Regions from separate parts of the Mus musculus genome. Here regions 1 and 2 are each linked to region 3. Evidence: chromatin contacts called from public ChIA-PET data. All regions are on one chromosome and are shown on one strand. Each heading gives the region's core, a stretch centred on a gene start, on an enhancer-like site or on the middle of the called end of the contact. The rest is flanking DNA. Distances are from core to core; before and after follow the strand shown.

Region 1 (4,036 bases), core at 258-2,757, 130 kb after region 3:
TTGGGGAAATGCCTCCATGAGATCCAGCTTCGAGGCATTTTCTCAATTAGTGATCAAGGGGGAGAGGGCCCATTGTGGGTGGTGCCATCTCTGTGCTGGTAGTCTTGGCTCTATAAGAGAGCAGGCTGAGCAAGCCAAGGGAAGCAAGCCAAAGAACATCCTGCTATGGTTTCTGCATCAGCTCCTGCTTCCTGACCTGCTTGAGTTCCAGTCGTGATTTCCTTCAGTGATAAACAGCAATGTGGAAGTGTAAGCCGAATAAACCCTTTCCTCCCCAACTTGCTTCTTGGTCATGATGTTTTGTCCAGGAATAGAAACTAAGACAGGAGGGAAGGCCTGTGTTAAACATGGGCAGTACCCTTCTATGACCTGGATTGAATGAAAAGGAGAAAGTAAGCTATACACCAGCCTCATCTTTCTTTCCTGACACACACACATGCTGTCTCAGGTTCCTGCATGGCTTCCCTGTCATGATGGGCTGTGAGCCGTGAGCTAAAAACAAATCCTTCCTTCCTTAAGTTGCCCTTCCCAGGTATTTTGTCATAGGTGACAGATTTATAAAGGGAGGGCTGTGGCAGTTGTAGGGTGATCCAGCAGGAGAACACATGGGGGATGTAGCATCTGACTCTCTGGTGTGTTCTTTAGCCTATAGCTCCAGGCAGTAAGCTGAGATGTCATGCCCATGGCTTATGCCCACCAAAGAGTTACCTAAAGAAGGTCCAGTGCTCTGTGGTTACTGATCACAGCTTTGCAAAGTCAATTGGTTTGCTAGATTTCTCAGCAAGGAAGAAGCAGGAAACCATGTTACAAACCTATAACCTCTGCTTGTGCTCTGGGAACCGGAGCTCACTGAAGGAAAAGGGGTCATGTGACAGAACAGAAGGGACACTCACTGATGGCATTCTAGAGTGAGATGCGGGGGGACTTAGTACATTGTATGACAAGCAGTGGCAGCTAATGGATTCTGTGCAGCATTAGTGTTTGAGATGGGCCTAGAGGAGGATGAGGAGGGGGAGGGATGACATTGCAATGCCTAGCTCTAGAAGAAGGTGACAATCTGTCTAACAGATATTTTGTGTTATTTTATGCTCCAGTGACCTGGAGCTCCTTGGGGTTAATGTGGACAGAGCTTTTCTGGCCATGAGTCTGTTAAGTACCTCAGCTTCAGCATGCAGTTGGTGCTCCATAAACACATACCAACAACAGTCTACTAAGTGAATTTAGGTACCCTGTGAAATATGTGTAGGGTGTTAAATGTGGAGCCCCAGATTAGGCTGATAGAGAAGTCCCAAATGTGGCCTCTGATGGCAGGGATTAGATGTCTAATAGGAGCGCATGGCTCAGGAGAGAGCACTTGCCTGGTGTGGTTGAAGCCCCAGGTTCAATCCCCAGCATGACAAATAAAAAGCAAAAAGAAAGACAAAAGACTTCAGCTCTGTAGAGGAGGTAGGCTCTCTTTTGATGCTCAGGGTTGAGGGAAGCTAAGCTTAGGGCCCAGAGCAGCAGGCTCTTACACAGCTTTATGAGCACTGTCTTAGCAGCCAGCCTGTGCCTCCTCTTCTGTCCTGTCTTCTGGCCTTCCATGCCCATGAGCCTTTGATAGAGCTGGCAGTGGTAAAGAAGAAGTCCTGATGCTCCTTCAGTGGCCTTTACTCCTCTAGATGGAGTTCTGTTTTCTTCACTGCATAGTGGCTTTAGTGGCAAAGCCATCAAATTTCTTAGATGTAGAGAGAGCAGGCATTCATTATCCCAAGACCAGGCCAAAGATTAAGGAGGTGGTGATCCTGGGGAGGCTTCAGGGAAGAGTCATGCACTGTCTGGAGCAAGGCTTTAAGGCAGCTCAGCAGAGGTTAGCACCTCACTACAGCTGTTTTGCATGGCTCCTCCCTCCTCCTTTGGACTTCCAGTAACCGTGCTCACAATTTTCTTTGTAAACCTTCCCCTCTCTCTTGAAGATCTGAAACTTCAGATTTTTTTTCTCACTAGAGGTTTTGAAGTTCAAAGACATTGGATACATCTAAGACTCTTACTTCTTTCTCTCTTTTAAGTAATTCCTGTGGTTTCACCGAATCTCCCTAGAGTTGGCCAGTCCATTTTGGCTTCCAGGAAATGTAAGATGTGGGCAGCATTCAGATTTTGATCCTTCTTCTTCTTGACATTGAATTCTGGAGTTTGGTGGCTTGGAGGACACTTGATGCCACAAAGTCAGAGGAGTTCTGATCTACCACTTCCTGTTGGGCCTCACTAAGCCTCAGGCTCTCAGTGGAGTGTGACCAGTTGCCCTCCTTGAGCTCTACTCTGGGACTTTAGCAGAGCCTGGTTAGGGCAAGAAGAAGCTCTGTGTCCTTCTCATCGTGGCCTGTGTCTTGGTAGAGCAGAAGTTCCAAGCACTCTGCCCTCCTTTTCTTCATGGATCCTGAGGTATGCAGGAGTGCAGCCTCTGTTCAGCAGCCAGCAGCAGTGAGCACTGATTCCTCAGCTCATCTTAGTCCCTGGAGATGCTGTGCTGCTCCTGGGTTGCCAGCACTCTTCTGCTTGTAGCTCCTCATCTGAGCCATGTGCTTTCTCCTTCCTCATAGCAGATAAGGGATTCTCTTTGTCTCATTTGGGTATAATGTAATACACTTGTGATCCTAGCACCTGGGAGGCGGAGGCAGGAGGATCCTGAGTTTGAGGCCAACCTGGGTTGTATAGTTGAGACTCTGTCTAAAAAATCCAACCAGAGATGGAGGAGGCTGCTCAGATGCCTAAGTGTTGGTTTTGTCTTTGTGGCGGCCTGGAATCTGGGCCTGCCTCTGACCGGGAGTCTGGAGTACTTAGGAAGGAGTAGGCGAACTTCCACAGAGACACACTTGGAAGATGATCCAAGGCTCTTCTTTTGGACAACAGATAAAAATATTGGTAATTATAGTGGCTGATTTCAGCTCCTCAGCCCTCCAGTATTTTGAGTCTCTGTTAGGTTTCTCCCTTTATGCAGGAAGAAGCTTCCTGAAGCCAGAGTCGCCTGGTCTTGATGGAAGAGGTTCAGGGCTGTTCTGTTGGTGCTGGGCACACCTTGGGAGGGATCAGGGCTGTTGTGAGCACCAGATAAGCTGGCCTTTGTTTTACTTGAAAAGCCTGCTGCTTGAGGGTAGAGCGACAAACTTCAGAGAGCAGACAGCTGATGTGACTGAGGAGACCAAGGTTTGCCAGCCTTGTACCGAAGTCTCTTCTGGCTACAGTGACTCACCTGTACCTCAAGGCATCTGAAGACCACTGATGTGTGTGTTAGTAAACTCTTGCTGCTGCCTTCAGCCTCATTTCTCACCTTACCTAGAACTTGTTTCATCTTTCAGAAGCACATCTTTGCATGGGGGTTGGGGCAAGCTGTCTAACTTGACAACTAACTTGATTCCTTTTTTCTGTCTTCTATCCTTGACTCATCTTTCCTTGTTAACTTTACACACACACACACACACACACACACACACACACACACACACACACACAAGGCGGGTTTATTGGGAAGCTTCTCTCAGCCAGGAGAGTTCACTGGACCCAAGGACTGAGGTTGGGAAGTTGCCATGAGGAAAGTGGGGGAGGGAGTGGGTCAGAGAGAGAGAGAGAAAGAAAGAGAAAAAGGGCATGCACACAGAGAGAGGAGATGAAGAGAGAGAGTAACTTATTTTCTTCACCTTTAAGATCTCATCTGAAGAGGGTGTGGTGGAAGGTGCCTGTAATTCTAGCACCTAGCAGGCTGGGGCAGGGGCAGGGGCAGGGGCAGGGGCAGGGGCATTATAAGGTTGAGGCTCGCTTGGGCCACTTCTCTGCTCTTCTACAAACTGGGTTCGGTCCCCAGGTGTCCTCAGCATCCTTTGTATCCTACATCCTGATCCTGATAGGGCAGCTTTCTCTGTACTTGCCTTGACTGTGTTCTCATTTTGCCCTTTCCCCAAGTCTGCTCTGCTGCAAGCCCAGCAGATGGCAGTAGACGTGCCCCAATCATCACCATTCTAGCTGTTCTAGCCCTAGCATCCAGCAGGACCCCTGGCATCTG
Region 2 (4,381 bases), core at 523-3,022, 200 kb after region 3:
TGAGGTACACTTTCTGGGGATGCTGTCTTTAAGATGGTAGCTCTAATGCACTGCTGCCTGGTATCCTTACAGCCAATAAGCCCTTCCTCAGGCCTGAACAGCTGTCCCTAGCCTCAGGCCCTGGGAGAAGATTCAAGGAGGAGCAGTGGCTGAGAGCTGCTCCTCCATCACTCAGTGCTGGTTGTGTCTGTCTGTACTGCACTTCTGTGCCACTGGGGTGAGGAGCAGGGCGCATGGCTTCATAGTCCTGGCTCTGTCTTGGCCCATCCCACATGTTCCAGTGACTCTGAAGGCAAAATCTCTCCCATCCGACTCTCTGTAACTTAGTAAGCTGCAAGAGGGCCAGAAGAAGCTGGAGAAAGAATATTTACCTTAATAATATGATAGATACACAGATTATCCTACAATGTGTATCAATGGAAATACCATCATTACAGAATACTGCAGAAGTGCTTAAAATAGGTAGTTCAGCCTCATCTGAATTTGCTGTCATCTTCTAGTTGTATTTTGTTCTAACAGTATTGACACACACACATTCTTACACTTAGAGACCATACTGGCCACGTGTATTCCCTCATTGCTTTTGAAAAAGACCAAGCTTTTATGTATGCTATTAAACTTTTATCAAAGTACACTTTGAGTAGCTATCACACTTTTATTTAAGGTTTTTAACTGGTAGTACTGTGTTTCAAAATGCATTCTAAGAGGCTGGAAATGTAGCTCACTTGACAGAGTGCTTGCTGAACATGCATAAAGGCCTAGCTTCCATTGCCAGTACTGCATAAATCAGCCCTGGAAAGGCAGAGTCAGGAGGATCAAAAGTTCAAGGTCATCCTCGTCTATATGGAGAACTCAAGGCCAGCCTGGGCTACATGAGAACCTATCTCAAAACAACACCACCACAAAATGGCTGTAGTGATGAATGGTGGCCCAGTTCTACCCCAGGTCCACGGGGCACGTTTGCCATCAATACCTTGAGTTTCACATCTGCAGGTTTTGGATGCAAAAGCAGGCACAGGTACTAGGTAGGTCTCACCTCTCCATGTTGGTGCCCTAGTTGAGTTAGGCTTGCATCTGAACCAGATCTGTCTCATAGATCTTTGCATAATGTAGAGAAAGTCAACTCATTCTCGAGAAGCATCTCAGAAGATGGCTCATTCCATCTTACGGAAGCTGAGGCTCTCAAGCTCACTCTCCACCTGTTGGCAGTGACAGCTCCTGTCAACTGCTTGTTGTATATTATCTAGGATAGTGCATGCTCTCTCACTCTCTTGCTCTCTTTAAAAATTGTTTTAAGATGCCTCCTTACATGGCCTTTTTCTGTAGCTAACATTGTTAAAATAGTTGAATAGTTTATATATTTTAACTTCTATAATCAAGGACACTTGAGATTTGGTTTTGGTTTATACTGGGGATGGAATACAGGGCCTTCTCCATGCTGGCAAATGCTCTACCACTGAGCTACCACCTGCTGCCTGAGGGATGATCTCTGGCAAACATTTTAGATGGTGTGGGCTTGTTGCTTCTAGGTAAATTTTGGCAAAAGGTTCCTTCTTAAAGGATGGCTTTTTTTTTTTGTTTTGTTTTTTAAGTGATCTCGGTACTTGCAGCCTCCTGCCTTCTGAATATGTTATATCAGCTCTTTCCAGCTACCTACAGAAAGTGATAGTCACAAAAACAGCAATGTGACACAAGAGCCCAGTCCAGTAAGACCTTGGACAAGTGAGGAACTTGGTGCTGCCTTGTGAGAGTGGAGTCTGCCCAGTGACAAGGCAGAAGTCTGTCTGCTTCCTGAATCTTCTGTACACAGAGCTCTCAGCTAACTGCTTCTAGAAAATCCCTCACAAGCACACCCAAAGGTGTGCCTCACCAATCTAGATGATTCTGAATCTGTCCATCACAGTGTATCTCAGAACTGATTTGCTCAGGACCTTGGGACTAGGAAGAAGGCAGGCTAACATTTGGTGTGAAGCCACTTAGGTCAAGACTCAGGCTCCCACTCACTCCTGCTCCTGTCTCCACAGCTGGGCTGCTCTCTCTCTTCAAGGCACACCTTCTAGTCTCTTCCAGCCTTCCTTACACGAAAGCCTCAGGACTCCACCTTTAGCTGGTTTCATTTTCATTTTCATTAGAGAACTGAACAGACCTGGCTTGTATCTGCTTCCTAGATGGAAGCTCCAATTCTTCTTTTCTTTTCTTTTCTTTTTTTTTTTGAAGGTGAACATAGTTTTATTTCATATTAACTTACAGTGTTCTCCACCTCACAGAATAGAGCCTATCCCACTATGTCCTCAAGCTAGAGACTCAGGGAATCATTCCTTTGCATCTATCTAGTTGATCCCCATGGCCCCAGATTTGTAACTTCCAATATTCTGAGACAATCCCTTCCTTCCTCTCTATTCCTTTCATGGCCTCGGCCGTGACCATACTTTTGCCTGAAGGCTATCGCAGCCTCCTACCTTAGTTCTGCTTCCTATGTTCTGTATCCTTTATAAGACCAACCAAGAAATCTCATAAGTTTGCACTCAGGCATAAAACTCCAATGGTTTCAAATGGCTGAAAAGTATATGGTAGCCTCTCTGAACCTGCACTGTAAGCCCATTTCCAAGCCTCAGTTTTTGCCACTAGCTCTCCCAAAATGTTCTTCTCATTGTTCCTGACATTCAAGCAGCTTGTGACTATGTTTTATATTTATATTGCTTACTCTATATATTTTTTAAGCACTCTGGGATTGAACTCAGATCTTATACAGGCTAGGCAAGCACCCTGTCACTGAGATACACCTCAACCCTTTTATTCATTCATTTATTTATTTATTTATTTATTTTTATTTTTATTTTTCCCACATTTTTATTACATATTTTCTTCATTTACATTTCAAATGCTATCCTAAAAGTCCCCTATATCTACCCCCACCCCCACCCTGCTCCCCTACCCACCCACACTCCCTCTTTTTGGCCCTGGAGTTCCCTTGTACTAGGGCATACAAAGTTTGCTATACCAAGGGGCCTATCTTCCAAATGATGGCGGACTAGGCCATCTTCTGCTACATATGCAGCTAGAGACACGAGCTTTGGGGGTATTGGTTAGTTCATATTGTTGTTCCTCCTATAGGGTTGCAGACCCCTGCAGCTAATTGGGTAATTTCTCTAGCTCCATGTTGGGGGCCCCGTGTTCCATGCTATAGATGACTGTGAGCATCCACTTTTGTATTTGCCAGGCACTGGCAAAGCCTTACAGGAGACAGCTATATTAGGGTCCCTTCAGCAAAATCTTGCTGGCGTATGCAATAGTGTTTGCGTTTGGTGGCTGATTATGGGATGGACCCTCGGGTGGGGCAGTCTCTGGATGGTCCATCCTTTTGTCTTAGCACCAAACTTTGTCTCTGCAACTCCTTCCATGGATATTTTATTCCCTAGTCTAGGGAGGAATGAAGTATTCACGCGTTGGTATTCCTTCTTGATTTTCTTGTGTTTTGGAAGTTGTATCTTGGGTATTCTAGGTTTCTGGGCTAATATCCACTTATCAGTGAGTGCATATCAAGTGATTTCTTTTGTGATTGGGTTACTTCACTCAGGATGATATCTTCCAGATACATCCATTTGTCCAAGAATTTCATAAATTCATTGTTTTTAATAGCTGAGTAGTACTTCATTGTGTAGCTGTACCACATTTTCTGTATCCATTCCTCTGTTGAGGGACATCTGGGTTCTTTCCAGCTTCTAGCTATTATAAATAGGGCTGCTATAAACATAGTGGAACATGTGTCCTTATTACCAGTTGGAACATCTTCTGGGTATATGCCCAGGAGAGGTATTGCTGGATTTAGTGGTAGTATTATGTCCAGTTTTCTGAAGAACCAACAGACTGATTTCCAGAGTGGTTGTACAAGCTTTTAATCCCACCAGCAATGGAGGAGTGTTCCTCTTTCTCCACATCCTCTCCAGCATCTGCAGTCACCTGAATTTTTGATCTTAGTCATTCTGACTGGTGAGAGGTGGAATCTCAGGGTTGTTTTGATTTGAATTTCCCCGATGATAAGGATGTTGAACATTTTTTCAAGTGGGAAGCTCCAATTCTTGATTTCACTTGTTAGTCGAGGGAAACAGCACTCAACTTGCCTCAAGTTGTGGAAATTGATGGACATTGTCAATAAATTCCCCTCACTTCCCCATGCTGGTCTCTGGTTTAGGTGCTTCCCTTTTCTTTGTCTAGATTCTTAAGATCCTAGTCAGGTTCAGGCATAAGGTGAGAAGCCCCACCTTGGGAGGTGGAAAACATCATCATCATTTTAACAGCTACCAGCACGGGTGTCAGGTAGCCAGGGCAGAGCTGTTCTAAGCCCTTGTGCCAGCCCTGATGACTGAGTCCCCATCTCAGT
Region 3 (4,547 bases), core at 1,698-4,197:
TGTCTGAAGTTGATCATTCTCCCCTCCAGAGTCTGTGCTGAGGCTGGGGTGGCTAGTGGCAGGCTTGCCCGAGATTATTCACAAAAATCTGTGGGCGCCAGTAGGCTGCCTGACTCAGGGAGGTGTGCAGAGGGGTCACCTGTGTGTTCAAGCTACCTCCTGTCCTTTCCTGGTGACAGCAGCATCTCCGGCTCTCACTGAGACCTTATTTCAGGTCTAGTTGACAAGCTGCTTGCTGTTCTTCATGGAGACAGATGAAGGCAAAGAAGCATAATTTCTAAAGCAGAAGAGGCTCTTATTAAGAGAGGTGTAGACAGTGCCATTTCCACCTCACACAAACTCCCACCCAAGACTTCTCTCCACTGCCAGGCTCATTTTCTGCGAGGCTCGTTCTTCCAGCTGGAGCAATTCTCTCGGAAGAAGCCGTGGAGTCACCTTCCCTTGGGAAGAATGACAGCTACTGTATGCTGATTTCTTCTTCCCAGATAGAATCCCCCATGGTATTTCTGTCAGGGGGTGGCATGCTTCAGGAGGAGACTCCTCTCCAAGCTCTTGGAGAGCTCGGTGGCAGCGGGGCACTGTGGGGCTTGGTGTATCTGATACATCCTGATATTCACAGCAGACACCCTCTGCATGTGGCCTGTAAACACATCACAGTTGGGTTTCTAGAAATAGCCATTTAGGTGCAGTGAAGCAGAGCCATACCTGATTTACCTTAGGGTGGTAACTTGTGATCCTTCCTATTACTGCTACCCCTGGTCACTTTCTGGGGTAGAAATGTATATGCAAATAGGCATGCTATAAAAGCTAAAAAGTATTCGGATCTAAGGTAATGCTGTGCTAAAATGTACCCCATAGGATGCCATGCATGCCAGCTTACCCTGTGCTGTGTTAGTATGTACTCCATAACCACTCCATGCACACTGGTTTTCATGGTGGTGGCAGTGGACCGTGGGTCCTGGTGCACTCTATGGGCAGCAGTGGAAGCAGGAAGAGACCGCTGTCATCGAGTCCAAGCAGGTGTTCTGTGCTTCTCTTCTGCAGAGTATTCAGTTGGCCTGTTAGGAAACCCTCCATCTGTAAGATCTCTTACCCACTGAGGTGTGTCAGAGTTGCTACACCTTTGACTGGAGTGTCCTTAAGAGCACCTCCTTGGCATTTGCTACCTCCTTGTTTCCCTTGATCTCAACTATCCCAGGAACAGGGACTCAGCGTCTTACCACAGGTACCTGCCCAGGGCTCAGGCTCTTGGCTTTTGTTTGCTGTCTGCTAATATCAGCTTAGCTAAGGTATAAGTGCATTGAGTTGGTGCAGAGCCTGTGGGCAGTGATGAGCCTTGATCTGGGTGGGATGGATGCACAGCCTCTGAACGGTGGGGCCCTCTTTTGCAGGTCACTGCGGAATCTCCTTGACGGTGAGATGGAGCACTCAGCAGCGCTCCGGCAAGAGGTGGATGCCCTGAGGCGGAAGGTGACAGAACAGCAGGAGCGCCATGCCACAAAGGTCCAGGCACTGGCCAGGTAGACGGGGCCAGGCGGGGAGGCAAGAATGTGAGCCAATCCCACACACACCTTCTTTCCCATTTGTCTCTGAAGAAAGGCCTTGCTGTGCATGGTGCCCAGGCAGGCCTCACACTTGGCATCCTCCTGCCTTGGTCTCCAAGTGCAGGGATTGCAAGCATGTGCCAGCACAGCTCATTCATACTTCTAGAAAACCAGAAAGGGAGTACCAAAGGAAGCTACAGTTGTGCATTTTCACCTGACGCACTTGTTTGAATGAGGGACACACATGCATGTGTGAGTCAGGAGGTTAACTGCTGGGTGTTTTCCCTTTCCTGCCCCTCAGTTTGCTCCCTGCTGTCTTAACCATAGCCAATCCCGGGATTCCGTGTGCACGAGGCAGATTTATGTACATATGAGTATTCTTCCCCTCTTCTTCACACTACATTCCAGGCAGGTTCTGGAGGGGTGTGCCCAGGGTTGCCATCTTCTTTCTAGTAGCTCCTGGTGTGTTCTGGCCTGACTGTATTAGGATTGGGTTAACCAGTCTGCTCGTAGTGGACAGTAAGGACATTTTGTCTTCTGTGATACTTCCCGGTGCATAACCTGAGTGTCTGCCACTGTGTTCCCACTTGAGTGTGTTTGCTGGAAGCGGTTCTGGACTTGCTGGTCAGAGTGCAGGCATGTGCAGGCTGTGTCCTTCACAGGTACTGAGCTGAATGGGCCCCACAGCATTGCGGTAAATGGTGCTGCTCCCAGCTCTTCTTGTGGGAGCAAGGTTTCGGGTCTTATAATATTACAGGAGAAAAATTAGGCTGGTGGGTCATTTTTCAAGAGCATTTCTATAATTATAAATGTTACTAAGCTTATTTTAAGAGGCACTAATTATTTTTTCTGTGATGTCATTTATATCTTATTAGATAAAACATGATGAATTAAAATTCCCACCTCCTATGAGAGCACCATTCTTTTTCCTGAGTGCATTCTCCTGTGGGCATGCATATCCCCTGCATGTGCGGCTGACTCCCCATCGTTCCTCATCTTGTCTCCCCTGCCACCTCTTACTGTAAGGCAGTTTGAGGTTAGCCGTTTGTGTAGACCTGTGTGTGGTATTTCATTGAACTAATGTAGCATATTAAATTGACCACACTAATTGGTCAGTTTAGCACTTGGACTGTTCCCAGTTTTCCCCATTTTCGGTGACGTGAGCAGCGTCTACTGTGACAAAACATCTATCTGACAGATGCCACTTAGGGAAGAACTAACATCACCACAGCAGACAGGAAGTGGTAATGTGGCTGCTGACATCACCACAGCAGACAGGAAGTGGTAATGTGGCTGCTGACATCACCACAGCAGACAGGAAGTGGTAATGTGGCTGCTGACATCACCGCAGCAGACAGAAAGCAGAGGGCTCACATTGGTACCAGAAATGTACCAAGACCCACTTCTTTTTCCTAGACTGTACTCTAAAGGTTCTATAACCTCCCCACACCTCCCACACCTGGGGACCCAGTACTAAACACGTGATCCTGTGGGGGACATTTCATGCTAAAACACTAACATTGGTGGTTCTTTGGGGTATGTCCAGAGGCTGTGTTCGGTGATGTGGCGTGAGTACTTTTCATGTTCCTGTAATTCAGCACAGTCCTGTGACCTCCTTTCTACATTCCATTCTTTGAGCTTCTTCTCTTTGCATCCTAACAACCTGTGGGCCATGACCCCTTTGGTGGGGCATTCTAACTACCCTTTTCACAGAGGTCAACTAAGACCATCAGAAAATACAGCCTTTTACATTATGATTCATAGTAGTGGTAAAATTACAGTTATGAAGTAGCAACAAAAATAATTTAATGTTGTGTGTGTATGGGGGTCACCACCTCCTGAGAAACTGTATCAAAGGGTCACAGCATTAGGAAGGCTGAGAAGCCCTGCTCTAGGACATCAGAGCCAGGTCAGAGGTAGTCAGAAGTAGAGTAATTAGTTCCTATTGTGCATTTCTTCACTGGTCTTCCATCTCACGTGACCTCACTGGAGCTCTGTGGTGTATCCTGGCTCGATGACTCAAGTCTTCAGAGACACTGGCTTTGAACATCGTAACAGGATAGGGCTATGGTCCCTTCATTGTGTTGGCTTGTGTTAGGAGTCAGCTTAGCCCTGGCTCCATTCCTGGAAATTGTGTTTCTGGGTGACTTGCTCAGCTTCTTCCTCACCTGTGTGGGAGAGGATGGTCCTATCCACTGACGTGGACAGAGGAGGAAGGCTGCTGGAGTCTTGAGACGATTGACAAGCTGCTGTGCGTGTTTTATATTGAGTGCTCTTTTTAGCTGTGGTAATCCCAGAGAACAATTTATGCTACACATGGGATAGAGACCGAGGTTTATAATGTGAAGTCTTCCCAGTTATGCAAGAACTGTTTCAGGCACTTGGAAGTTGGCAGTTTGCAGGTGGAAGGACATCTGTAGAACAGACAAATTCTTCAAAAAGAGAAAGTGGGAGAAACCCCCCTGAGCAGCTGGCCACACTGGCGGGCGAGTGGGTCTGCTCAGTCACTTGTTGCTTGGTAGCTAGAAGGGCTGTGTGCTACAGTCACCATGGGGGAGTGACTATCATAGGCTGAGGCTCATGTATGTGCTGGCCCCCTCTTCTAACCCCTGACCCCACTCTCCAGCTCAGGTGGCAAGATCTATAACACAGGTGGCTTAGTGGTTTAGGGTACAGTTTCTGGCATTGGACTTAGGGGCCAGCGTGTTAGTTAGGTGACCTTAGGTGAGCTCCTAACCTCTTTAAATGTCTTTATTTGTAAAATGGGAGAAAGAAAACTTGAATGAATTATCACATGGATAAAAAGAGACCATGAGAGACCATTTTTGCTTCAGAAAATATGCTTTGTATGAAGATAATACATGCTAACTACCATCACTTTTTATTAATTAGTTAACTGAAACCTTGTCTAATCAAAGGTGCATTCTAATAGCAACAGATGAAGGATGAAAAGCTAGGCTAGTCAGGCTCAGAAGAGCACAGTCTGTTCTAAGCACCCGATGA

The links. ChIA-PET counts read pairs in DNA pulled down with a chosen protein or histone mark.
Region 1: an RNA polymerase II ChIA-PET map of memory CD8 T cells shows a contact between it and region 3, with 105 read pairs. The contact joins two enhancer-like sites. A contact is called at or near these places in 1 of 39 promoter capture datasets (hippocampal neurons), 2 of 15 datasets of contacts at CTCF or cohesin (CD8 T cells and large pre-B cells), 2 of 484 Hi-C or Micro-C datasets (myocytes and pancreatic cancer cells), 4 of 115 datasets of contacts at active chromatin or transcription factors (embryonic stem cells, large pre-B cells and memory CD8 T cells) and 3 of 9 other capture datasets (adipose tissue, liver and pancreatic islet).
Region 2: an RNA polymerase II ChIA-PET map of memory CD8 T cells shows a contact between it and region 3, with 47 read pairs. The contact joins two enhancer-like sites. A contact is called at or near these places in 4 of 484 Hi-C or Micro-C datasets (the HPC-7 cell line, LSK cells, bone marrow-derived macrophages and 1 more), 3 of 115 datasets of contacts at active chromatin or transcription factors (memory CD8 T cells, stem cell-derived neural progenitor cells and trophoblast stem cells) and 1 of 9 other capture datasets (liver).

Annotation. Positions count from the first base shown.
Region 1 is chr16:11,575,799-11,579,834 of GRCm38.p6, forward strand. All of the region lies in intron 15 of Snx29 (sorting nexin 29), which reads left to right. Among named protein-coding and RNA genes, the nearest start is that of Gm32100, 5.9 kb to the right of the region's middle. Within about 2 kb of position 1,508, at least 44 of the 459 cell types and tissues checked have an H3K27ac peak or open chromatin away from gene starts, as enhancers often do. A contact at or near this core is called in CD8 T cells and memory CD8 T cells, where this site is marked.
Region 2 is chr16:11,651,114-11,655,494 of GRCm38.p6, forward strand. All of the region lies in intron 16 of Snx29 (sorting nexin 29), which reads left to right. Among named protein-coding and RNA genes, the nearest start is that of Gm32100, 70 kb to the left of the region's middle. Within about 2 kb of position 1,773, at least 58 of the 459 cell types and tissues checked have an H3K27ac peak or open chromatin away from gene starts, as enhancers often do. A contact at or near this core is called in bone marrow-derived macrophages and memory CD8 T cells, where this site is marked.
Region 3 is chr16:11,445,989-11,450,535 of GRCm38.p6, forward strand. It overlaps Snx29 (sorting nexin 29), which reads left to right. Exons shown (of 21, transcript NM_028964.4): 13 at 1,392-1,520. Among named protein-coding and RNA genes, the nearest start is that of Snx29, 130 kb to the left of the region's middle. Within about 2 kb of position 2,948, at least 59 of the 459 cell types and tissues checked have an H3K27ac peak or open chromatin away from gene starts, as enhancers often do. A contact at or near this core is called in CD8 T cells, bone marrow-derived macrophages and memory CD8 T cells, where this site is marked.